2 separate regions of the Oryza sativa genome follow, and region 1 is linked to region 2. The links are chromatin contacts, called in public HiCAR-type maps. All regions are on one chromosome and are shown on one strand. The core of a region is the stretch at or near the end of the contact, and the rest is flanking DNA. Distances in the headings are between cores, read along the strand shown.

The links. HiCAR-type assays count read pairs that join an accessible place to other places.
Region 1: a HiCAR-type map of leaf shows a contact between it and region 2, with 4 times the contacts expected there. The contact joins the promoter of LOC4340764 here to the promoter of LOC9271035 in region 2. A contact is called at or near these places in 9 of 15 Hi-C or Micro-C datasets (leaf, leaf mesophyll, panicle and 2 more) and 1 of 4 datasets of contacts at active chromatin or transcription factors (leaf).

The regions. Positions count from the first base shown.
Region 1 is chr6:10,178,961-10,185,446 of ASM3414082v1, forward strand. LOC4340764 reads left to right here and starts at 1,332. Exons shown (of 3, transcript XM_015785855.3): 1 at 1,332-1,711; 2 at 2,511-4,278; 3 at 4,366-4,803. The coding sequence starts at 1,424. The coding sequence ends at 4,601.
Region 2 is chr6:10,030,579-10,036,699 of ASM3414082v1, forward strand. It overlaps LOC9271035, which reads right to left and starts at 3,013. Exons shown (of 22, transcript XR_001546995.3): 1 at 2,837-3,013; 2 at 1,317-2,317; 3 at 1-436.

The DNA of each region.
Region 1 (6,486 bases), core at 82-2,581, 150 kb after region 2:
AATCGCAAAAGAAAAGGAAAAAACAAATCGCAAAAAAAGACTGATGGGCCTTGGGTCGGGAGCAGCCAACTAGCAACCCTCCTCATCATCACCGGCATCCTGCTCGGCTAGGCCAGCCCCATCTAGTAGCTCAGACGCAACAAGTTGTAGTAGCAAGGACAAGGCCGCGGCGAGCGTGATCATGCCAGTAGCACCGACCACCGATTGGTAGAACAATGTGTCGTGGGCCCCACATGTTTTTTTTCTTATCACACAAAACCAGCCCTCCATAGTCCATACTGCCATGGGACCTGATTTAGATGGTTCTCTCAAGATCAGGGGTGAAGATTTCTGGTATTACGGTTTAGAGATGTTAATTGAACGGAGGCTGAGGGAATTACCGATCGGGCGTCCGATCCATACATGCAAAAATCGCGCCACGCGCGTGCAAAACCACTTTAAACTGATTTTTTCTCTTAAATTATTTATCCAAATCATAATCCGATTGCACCATTAAATTCGTTGCAATTAAATCTTTAAAACAAGACCACACATGGATATATTCCGACGAAAAAAATTTAGCTTATTATTGAATTTTTTTAAAAAATGTTTCACGATGTTCCACCAAGTATATCGGAATTGTTTCACTAAGTAGATCGAAAATGTTTCAATCGTTTAAATCGGACGTTGTTTCACCTATATAAAAACAATGTTTCAGCAAATAACGAAAGAATGTTTCAGTTCACTACAACATTAGATCTATACATAGTGAAAAATTGTGAGTACACTAGGTGAAACATTTTTGGTGGAAAAAAAATAAAACGAATTCCCTTAATAGAGGGTTTCTAAAATATGTGGGTGATTTGTTGCAAAAGAATGTTTCGTTCAATGCAACATTAGATCTACATATAGTGAAACATTGTGAGTACACTAGGTGAAAAAAAAATAAAACGAATTCTCTTAATACAGGATTTCCAAAATATGTGGATGATTTGTTGCAATGGAGTATGTGGTGGAGACACGTGGCAGGTGGGCCAGAGAACGTGGTGGGGCCCAGGCACCTGCATGCATGCGCGTGGGGCCGGGGCCGTGGGGGGAGCCTCCGATCTGCTCCACCCCCGCTGGTCGCCCGAGAGCGAGCATTTTCGTAATTGAACTCAATACAAATATGAGGGATGGAAAGTGGACTTATCCCTGAACAGAAATTAGTCGTGGAACTTGGTAGTACCCAACAAATCAGGCTTAAGGAAACCAAGCCCAACGGGCCAGAGCACCCACCACACCTCCGACACGGACTCGGGGGCCCATAATTCCGCTACGACATATTGCGCGACTCGACCCAACCCCGACCCAGCCCGACGCACGGACGAGCCAGACCGATCCCCATCCGTTTCGGGCCGCCTCATCCCCGACCTCGCGGAGCAGCGGCCGCGACGCGCCCCCCATGGCCTCGCCGCCCGCCGGCGACGCCCCGCCGCCGGCGGCGGCGGCACGGGAGGAGGAGGAGGAGGAGGGCGTGAGCTGCGGCATCTGCCTGACGGACGCGCGGCGGGCGGTGCGCGGGGAGCTCGACTGCTGCGCCCACCACTTCTGCTTCGTCTGCATCATGGCGTGGGCGCGCGTCGAGTCGCGCTGCCCCTTCTGCAAGGCCCGCTTCCGCACCATCACCCGCCCGCCCGTCCCCGGCCGCTTCCCTTCCCAGCGCGTCGTCGCCGTCCCCGAGCGCAACCAGGTCGAGTGCCCTAATCTCTAAACAGAACACCCCCCGCGAGTTCTTGTCTCTGAATTTTGCAAGCTACTGTTAGAATCCAGATATACAACTGTTAGATTTATTTCTAGTCTGTACTCTGATTGTTGTTAGTGTAGTCATATTATAAGTGCTTTGATTTTTTTTCCTACTCAAAACTTCTTTAGATTTGATTAAGTTTGTAGAAAAATTTAGCAATATCTATAACACCAAATTAGTTTAATTAAATGTAGCATTGAATATATTTTGATAATATGTTTGTTTTGTGTTGGAAATACTGTTATATTTTTTTATAAACTTGTTCAAACATAAAGAAGTTTTGGGCTGATAAGTAGCGGTGTGGATCATGATAAGACATAGTCACATAGATACAAAACGTTACTGCAATTAAATTTTGCAATATACCGTCGAAACCCAAACATTTATTATGATCACTTGCCTATTATGCTGTAATTCGGCAATTTTGGTTCTTTGCTAAGCTCTGTTTGGCACTGTGGTGTATCGAATATCTTAAAAACTTTACTCTTGTTGTACAGAGTAATTAATTGGAACACTTTTGCTATGCCGTTGCAACAAAAACTCACTATAATTGATAAATATTCTATATTCATGTAATCCTCTAGATTTCTCGTTGCATCACATTAACTGCAATCTAGTCATTGAAGGCCTTAATTCTTGTACTACAATGCCAACAAGTTGTCATTACCTCTGCTATTATGTTATTATACTTTTCCTCTATTGTTTGCGAATTCTTGCAAGACTGACATGTTGTTTCCGCTCACAGGCTTGCAACCCTTCGGGCAATGGCAGCAGCACTGTAGACGCTGATCTCTATGCAAACACCAGCTGTAGCGTATGTAACCTCTCCAATGATGATGAACTGCTGATGTTGTGCGAGCTCTGCGATTCTGCTGTGCACACTTACTGTGCCGGTCTAGGCACTGAAATTCCTGAGGGTGACTGGTTCTGTACGGACTGCATGACAGCCAAGGAGGAGCATTCGAGGTGTGAGATTGACGATGACAATTCTAGTGATCATGGTGAATTTAAAATCACCATTGAAGTTCCAATAGCTGATCCAGTTGCTGCTCCTTCCATTTCGGATATTGTGGATGAGGGTCACTCTCCAAATTTAGTACAAAGGTCAAGTGTGCAGAGCAACAGGCCTTCCATTTCTGATCCAGTTCCTTCCATTTATGATATTGTGGATGACGATTACACCACAATTCCAATAGGCAGGGTCAATGCAAGGAGCACTAGGCTGGACAGTAGGGCTGAGCGTTTGCCATCACAGGGTATTTCCGTTGGACCACAATGCCCTGAATCTCCTCAGGAGCGAGAAAATAGTCGGGTGTGTTCGCATGCCCGTTCTCGCATTGAGTCTGAGAGAGCTAGAACACTGCGTAACTCTCGCAATCTTGGTAGCCGTATAAGGGAACTGCGTGAGAACTGGTCTGCTCTCCGTTCAGGTTCGATTGGGTTTGCAACACAATTACACAATAGGAGAAGGGGAAATGGTGCTGGTACTTGTGATATTGAAGAACGCCATCGGTCCACAACAACCTTCATGGAGGTGGCTGCTTCCTCATCTGGTCATGCTAAAAAAATTTCACCTAAGAATAGTTCTGATGTGCACAAGGCATGGAAAATGCTAGAAATGGCAAAATCATCTGGTGGGAAGAAGAAACCTGACAACCCTTCCTCCCTCAATTGCAGTGTTCCATTCTCCATGGGGAATAGATCGACTTCATACAGCCCAATTGATGCAATTTTAGGACATAAGAATAACAAGCTGTATGATGGAATAACTCAGAAAAACAACGCGGAACAACACCGTAGTACAAACATGGAAAATAAACCTCCAACAATGAATTTTGGAGAATGCCGTAAACTGCAGGAGAAATTCCATGGGTCAGCTCATGGAAGAACACCTTCTACAATTATGAGGCAGGAAAGTTTGACTGGTAAAGTTTCCTCATCAAGCAATAATGAGAAGCATAATCGTAGTATAAACATGGAAAATAGGCCTCCAACAGTGAATTTTGGAGAACACCGTAAACTGCAAGAGAGTGCATCAGTTCATGGAAGAATACCTTCTACAGTTATGATGCAGGAAAATTTGAATGGTAAAGTTGCCTCATCAAGCAATAATGAGGATGCAGGTCAAATATTTGAATCTTCACGTGACGTAAGCAGACCAGAGAAATCCAAACCAGTTGTATCCTGTCCGCTTACGTTCAGTTTACTATCTGGCCAGTCCATGGTGACCTCATCACAACAATTAAGACCTGGATGGAGCCAATCTACCGAAATGGTAAGCTCTCAGGAACCATCAGCCACTGCGGCATCTATTGACATCGGTACAGCTGGAGCAAACGACAAAGTTAAAGGTTCTAGACCAGATCGTCTTGAGCGCAAGAGAAAACTTGGTTCTGAAACACATGATGACAAGGGATCCAAGAGATCTATGTCAAGTTGTAAAATAAGAAAAAGTGATATTTCATTTTTGGCCATACGTGAGTTGAAGCTGCTCAATATAGACAAAACTTATGGTATGTACTCTCCTTTTGATTCTTTGTTCACTAACAGGACTTTTAAATTGTTGCCTATTTGTTAATAAAAACTTTCTGGTGATTCAGGTTCTGACACCTTCAAGGAAGTTGCTCGAGCAGCAACGCATACTGTTTTGGCCTCCTGTGGATTGGAACATTCACCATCGGTAGCTCTTGCACTCCCAAGACCGGTTTGCAAGCACACCTGCAAAACTGAACCTCTCCCATCTCCAGATGTACTGACCGATTTTTGCAGAGAATGCTTGTGTAATTTTGTAAAAGAAGTCATCAGCTCATTGTTGTCTGGCAGGAAGATGGAGTGAACTGCTTCATCATGTTAGAATAGTTTAGAAACCTACATACAGTTGTGGTTTTCTTTCCTGTAGTTACTTAAGGTGAAACATCCTGCAACAGATAGTGTAGACAGTGTAGACATGTTGTACATTCTGTACCATGTTAAGGTTAGTGTAGACATGTACATTCTATACCGTGTTAAGGTTATCATTACAGAGCAGTTTTTTTCTCTCTCTTTCTCTCTTCGTTGTGAATTACAGTGCAGCTGTGCAAGTGCAGTTGCTAGGCCTAATCCATACTGTCATACTGACACTCTCTTTAATTTGCCATAATTTTGGTGCTGGCAGTCTAGCACCAAACACCTGCTGCTTCATATGAGGTATGGTTGGTGCACCTGGAGCACGGAATCAATCTCACATGGCTGGATTTGTAAAGTTCAGGACAAAAGTCCCCCAAAGAAAGAAAATTCATCTCTTTGACATGATTTCTGATGTCGAATGGTTGCATTTGAGCATGAATAGCTTTTATTGCTTGGTTGAACAAATGTCTTGAATGCAAGAAAGCTGTGTCCTTGCGACATTGCATGTGTACGTCACACCTATACTTTATCCTAATTTTGTATACTAGTTTTAATGCAACATGCGAAGTTGATATGTTCAGGAAGTCATTAGAATGTGAGCTAAGCTGCTCCAGTTTGGCTTGTTTTGTAATTAAAAAAAAATGTGTTTGCCGACTCGCCGTCAGCATTAACCAGCTCGACCAAGATCTTGACAAAAATGAAATGGTTTCAACGAGCTGTACAGATTTTGTCAATGATTCATGTGATTGGAGTGTCCAATCTAGCCGAATTTGTAAATCAGCCATGCTTCTTCAGACAATCATTTGTTGATCACTGTTCAACAACGTGCTTGCCTGTTGTAGCACCATGCAATTGATCGATTAAAATTTTTAAAAGCAAATAAATGCAGCTAACCCACGGAATTCAACCATGAATTCTCATTTACTTGCTAATAACAAGTCAAAGCTTGTTAACTACTGAAGTTTACTTTAAAATTTTATAATTTGAAACAAGAGGTTGAACTTAAATAGGATATTGTTAGCTCTGTAGGCTCAGCTCGTCAGTACAGAACATTCTTTTTTTTTAAAAAAAAAAAACAGGGTGTTTGTACTGTCAAGTCATGAATGCCCTTATAACACAGAAAATACCAGAGAAAGAAGTGTTCACTACTCTTAGCTCGTTAACATCATCAGCTCATTGATTCAATCAAAAAACATTTCTGCATCCACTAGCAACCCTAATTGCTACTACCAAGTAAATTACGACCGGCGTCAGGTTGTTAAACAAAGATCAACAAGGGAAGAACAACAGAGAGCCGAATAAACAACAAAATGCAGGCGTTAAGTTCAAGAGAAAGACTTAAGCAGAGAAAGCAACTGGATTTGGAAGACAAATTTATTTATTTAAGAGCTTCCTAATGTTAGATCTGTCCATATTAACTTCTTGGCGGTAGCATCCAGCAAAGAGAAAAGCAGGACACGCGTGCATGACGTTACTGTGCCTCTTCTGCAATTGCTCCTGAGTTCTTTGCCTCCCTGACCACCAAACCACTGAATTTCTGTGGAGAAACAAATTTGTTCTCTTTTCTTTCTTGGTTTCAAAGAAAAAAAGAACAGCACAGTTGCTGTGAATGTAGTCTAATGAGTCACAGACAGGTGGACCCTGTGAAATCTTTACATGATAGGGACATAGGGTTGACATGGCCTCATTTGCACATGTCAGGTCAATGCGAAAAAAAGAAAAAGAGTGAATTGCATTATGGGCTAGCTATGTTTACCATTGTCTCACAATGGACCAGGTATATCTTTGAAAAAGAGATTAGCGGCGCTGGTGAAGTTAGTAGAGGAGGCGGTGCA
Region 2 (6,121 bases), core at 1,763-4,262:
CCGGGATTGAAGGTTAAGGCCATTTGAAGGGCCAGAATGTTGGGTTTTGAAGTCCGTATCAACAGTCCAGTACTCCTGCGGATCAAACTGTTCTATTTCAGCCTCTCGATCACACACAAGAGCCAATGCCGCAGATTGGACTCGTCCAGCTGACTGGCAACCAGGTAGCTTCCTCCATAACAGTGGTGATATGCCAAACCCAATCAAATAATCAAGGGAACGGCGTGCTAGATAGGCATTCACTAGGTCCATATCAATATATCTTGGAGATATTAAAGCCTTTTTAACAGCATCCTCTGTTATTTCATGAAAGACAACTCTTGCAACAGTAACTTTTGAACCCAATGCGTCTTGCTGTTCGAGCATTTCTTTGATGTGCCAAGCAATTGCTTCACCTTCACGGTCAGGATCAGACGCAAGAATCAAATTTTCTGCCCTGAAGAAGGAAAAGGACAAAGCAATTATAACAACAAAAAAAAAGAGAGAGATGCACTTAATAGTGCAGTGGCAAGGGGGGTGTGGTTTCAACCCCGAGGTCCCGTGTTCAATCCCCAATACACTCACAAGTTATTCTTAAAATAATGTTTGGAGGGACGTCTCTCCCTCCAAATCTTTTTTTTTACAACAAAAAAAAACCATTAGTTTGCTAATATCGCATAGCAAAAGAAGTCAATCTTGCTCTAGACATATTGAACTAATAAGAAAATGTACATTTTATACTGTTATCTATAGTATAAGCATAAGACATATATAAAGAGAAAAGGTAAAGTTAAGTATGGTGATATTGGTATTTGGTATTTCACGATAAAAGACATTTTGGAGCCAAACTTCTAATATAACTTATGAAGCATACATGCAACTGATGTTACCCGAAAAGTATGTGATTGCGTGTTTCTTTACCTTTATAACAAGGCTTAGTCAACATCTAATAATTGTGTCCCTTAATGTGCTTCGTGTTTGTGAAAATGAGTATGTATGAAGACATTTTGAGCATGGTGACTAGAACCTGACCAACTGGGTCAAGGAACAGGAAAGCAGGACAAGGGTGGTGGAAATGTGGTGACTGAAAATGTGGATTGTGGGGGTAAGTTTTATTCAGGACAATTGTTTACCCGGCAAGTACTGCCTGTGTACCACCAATATTGGCAGCTACTATTGATTAATGATGTCAATTCAAGATTTCAAGGTCACAGAACATGACAATGATAGACAACCGTAGCGACAATGGTTTGGAAGCACCTTATTATTAAAAGAGGCAAACAAGCATGTATTTCATGTTAAAAACTGAAAATGCTAACCATACTGCATTATCATACCCTTTTAACGCCGTTCTTATGCTCTTAAGATGTGTCCAGGCAGCAGCAGGAACCTCCCACACCATACTGAAGTCATCATCAGGACGAACAGATTTTGATCTTCCAGCTAAATCTCTCACATGGCCATAACTAGGTAACACTTCATACATGTCCCCGAGGTATTTTTGAATTACTTTTGCTTTTGTTACTGATTCAACAACAAGAACTGATTTAGCTGTGGGAGGGTAAAGAGGAACAAGTGGCTTCTGCTCACTAACAGAGGTCATCGTACAAATCTCAGCTTTAGCTGTCGCGTTAGAAGCAGCAGATTCCTTCGCTTTTGAAGATTTCTTCGACCTGCTTGATGTCTTCTTCTCTTTAGAACTATCGGCAGCCTTTTTTGATTTGGAAATGTCAGACTTGCTTTCTTCTTGGTTGACCCCAATTTTCCTGCTCTTTGTTGCTGCTGTACTAGTTTTAACAGATTTCCTCTGTTTCTTAGTAGATGCCTTCTCTTCTTTCATATCTTCACTAGCTTCCTTTTTTCTGCTTGTTGGACTTTTCCTCCGGGTAGTAGTCTTTTTAGTACCAGTACCACTCTTACTGCGTTTGCTAGTTGATGTTGAAGCCTCATCAGTGATGGTGCCACAAGCAGCCAATGTGCTTTTCCTTTTCTCAGATCTATGAAACATACTGTGTGCAACACTCCCATCTTCCTTTCGCATATTTGGATTACCAAATAAGCACTTGTTTCTGATGGGAAAAGTTACCTTTGTGTTGCGCAGGGTCAAAAAGGACCGTGAATTACGAATATTGTTCGCCCTCAAAGAAATCCCATGCCTATATGCAGCTCTCAGACTTACAAAATTAGGATTGCCCATGAGCCCAGTAGTAAAAAAGGCACCACTTTTGAGCTGCAGGGGAAGACGGGAGCCGATTGAAGACAGCTGCCTTGATGAATTATTACTTAATGAATAAGGCATAAAGTTGTAAGAACATCTCTGAGATACACCAAATTGAAGCTGAAAAGGTAGCACGTAGCCAACATTTAGAGAACAAGCAAAACTCTGAATGGCATAGGCATAATCACAAGTGCGACACAGAAGCAGAATTCTTTGATACGTTCCAAATAGTTTTATGACACCGATATACCGCAACTTTAGTAATATACCATGGAGGAAGATTCCAGTGTAGCTAGATGCTACCTTTGTTTTTTAACATATGCCGCCATTAACATTTTATTTCATATTTGACCACTCGTCTTATTCAAAAAATTCAACTAGATATATATTTTGTTTTGTTTTGTTGTGGCTTGATTTAAGCAATACTTACATTCTTAAGATTTCTAACCAAAAAAATTTGAATAAGATGAATGGTTAAAGGGTATAACATAAGTCAACGGCGTCATCATATATATATTAAAAAAACAAAAAAAAGGGTGTACCATTGAACGTTGGGAAGGTCTAGATATTTAGCATTACATCAATTCCTGTCCTTACAGCCAAAAAATCAAAGGGGTAGAAGAGGATGGGGGCACTTACCATGGCCGTAGGCGCCCCCGGCGGCGGCGGCAGGGCGAGGGAGGCGGCGTGGCCGGCGTAGCGGTGCGGGATGAGGCGGCGGAGCTGGAGCGCCATCGGGAGGGGAGGAGAGAGCGAGAGGCGGAGGCGCGGCCGCGGGCGCACGCACTCAGGCGAGGGGGGTGGCTTGGGCTAATCGACTAATGGCTGTGATTTAGCTAGGGTTTTGGAGGAGGGGGATGAGGCCGCGCGGCCTCGCTTGGGATGGGATGGGATGGACATGGGAGCCCGTCTTGGGGTACAAGGTAGGCATCAGTGGGCCGGGCCGAGAGGATGGGCTTCGGTCGGAAGCCACAGGCGTGTTGGGCTGTGGGGGCAGGAATTGGGCTGAGAATTGGGGGTTTGGATTTTTATTTTTTTCCTGCTGTTTGGATATTCGTTTGGAATTGGAGTATTATGGGCTTTGTCTCCCACTGAATTGAGATAGAGATAGGGATTTAAGTGGGCAGACCCGTAAACTTAATTATAGTACAAATAATTAGGTTACTCGATAGGCTATCCGCTTGTTTGTACTATTATATATAGGTTTACGGGTTATCCGTTTGCACCCTTAGATAGACTTGTTTAACTTTCGAGCCAAGCCTGACATTTTTGTCCACCTATCTATTGTAGGACAACCCCTGATGATAACTAAAAAAAATCATAGTTCACCAGCTTCTTTCATCTATGCACTCTACCTGAGGTCCTCCCATCAAAACCAATCAGCTAGCTCTCTCAACCGCCACCCTCTCACACAAGAAACGTACTGCATCTGCCATCACCCTCTTTATCTGAGTATTCTTAGTTCCAAAATTTCATGATCTGAAGTTGTGATTACATTAATACTATTTCAGATGGATCATTTTGTTCTTTATAGGATATAAAATGTAAAATTTAAAACCACTGTAATTTAACTTACAAACTTCAAATCCAGCACAGATTTATAATTTGGAGTGGTACATATTACTCTCATATTTCTTATAGAAGCCGGCCTCCTCCCCACCTGTCGGCCAGCCTGTCTAGACAAGAGGAGTGAGAGACAGAGGAGGAAGGAAGACTCCAACCTCGGCGTGGCGGCCTCCTTTCCCGCATCGCGGCCATCGTAGCTGCCGCCGATTCCTCCTCTCCCGCCTCGGCATCTGTTGTCCCTGCAAGTGAGCCCAGCGCCGCTGCTGCAGGAGAAGCTCATGGCGACATTGTACCCGTCAATCACTGACAGGTCGTAAAAGTCCTGGCTGCCACCGATGGTGAACTCCGCCGGCGTCATCGGTGGCCGCCCCGGAGAGGCTGCATGACAGCGAGCCACCGTAGTCACCGGTGGCGCAACTGCCCATGCTGGCACCGTTGAAGTTGTTGCCGTTGTCGTGTCGCCGACCGCCAGACCTCCTCTCCCCTCTCGCCCCAATGACCTCCTCCCCACCTGCCGGCCGCCTTGCCCAGAGAGGAGAAAAGTGAGAGAGAGAGAGAGAGATTGAGAGAGAGAGAGGAGGAGGAAGAGGGAGGAGGGGGAAGAATGAGGGTGCTGACGTGGCATCCTAACATGTGGGTCCCACGCTGACTCAGCCACCACGTCGGACAAAACCGAAGTCAAAACCACCAAAGGACCTAAAGTGAATAATTTTGTAAGTTGAGGGATGTCATATATCTGGTTTTGCGGTTGGGGATGATTTTGTAATTCGATGACAAGTTAAGAGACCTTCAGTGTACTTTTTCCTTTTGGATATTCGTGGAATTTGGAATTGGAGTATTATGGGCTTTGTTTCCCACTGAATTGGGATAGAAGTGTAAGCGGGCAGACCCGCAAACTCACTTATAGTACAAATAATCGGGTTAACCAATGGGCTACCCGCTTATTTATATTATAAGTAGGTTTACGGGCCTACCAGTTTGCATCCTTAGATCTCTACTATTATAAAAATTGAAGATGTTTTCGTGGTCCGTCATCTGTGTTTGAGTCGGTTATAAAAATTGAAGATGTTTCCGTGGTCCGTCATCCGTTTTTGAGTCGGTTTTAATTTTATGTTTTGGTTTTAATCTATATCTCTTCTCTTCTCTACTATTATAAAAATGAGTAAAATACATGGTCGGTCCTTAAAGTTGAGCGCGGGTGTCACTTAGGTCTATAATCTTGTAAATTGCACATCTAGGTCCACCATCTTGTTTAATAAGTGACTCATTAAGGTCCAAACCCGGTTTGACCAAAGCTGACCATCTACATTGCATTCCACGTAGACAGCTCATTTGCAAATAGCCCCTTCGCGCTTCAGTAGAGCCCTGGGCACCAAAAAAATCCCCAAATCCCTCAGCTGCCTCCGTCGTCACATCGCCCACCACCGCCGCACGTCATCCTCATCGTCAGCCCCTTCGCCGGTCACGTCATACCAATGGCTGAGCTGATGCGGCGCCTAGTCGCACACCATGGTTGCGCCGCCTCGCTTGTCACGTTCTCCGGCCTCGCCTCGCCAACATCAGTGTCCTCCGTCGCTGCTATCATGGACCTCGATGAAGCGACACATGATTGCCAACGACGCAGTATTAGAGGGGACGAAGCGAGCGGCGGACGAGCTCGAAGATCAGGACGCCGCGCTGTCGTGGACCTCAAATCCTTCTTGACGAATGGCCGGCGGGCAGAACGGTGGAGGGCAAGCGCGGCGGCGGGATGCGAGCGGAGCGGCGACGAGCGAATGCGGCAGCAGTTGGCGGGTGGTGCAGGGAACTAGAGGAGAGCTTGCGGAGCGCCGTCACCGTCTTTGTAGCTAGCGTGCCGATGGCACTCGTGCCTCACTGATGGCCAGATCAACCGGTCTCCCTTCCTGCTGATCGTTGGTGCTAGAGGCGTCGGTGAGCTTGGCGCGCGCGGGGGAGGTGTCGCCGGCCACGCCCTGGGGAGGGGTCGCCTACCGCGGCCGCGCGTGCGGGGGAGGCGTCGGCGAGCTCGGCGTGAGCTGGGCGGGTGCGAGCTCCATGGCGGCAGCGGGGCGGCAAGGCGAGCTTGACTTGAGCAGCTGCCGCAGCCACTTGCCGCATGCACCCACGGCTGGCTAGAGCAGGGGCCTTCCCCTTCCCCTGCTCCTTCTCCTTCCCATCGACGACGGCGAGCGGCTGCCGGAGGGGTATGAGGCGCGTCACCAGGCGCAGCGTGGTTGAGACAGGTGGGTGCCGCAGGTGTGCATGCTGGCGCACGTCGCCGTCGACGCGTTCCTGCGTGCGCCACGCAAAGAAGGGATTGGATCAGACACGGGGAATCAAAAAGGGGGGCAAAATGCA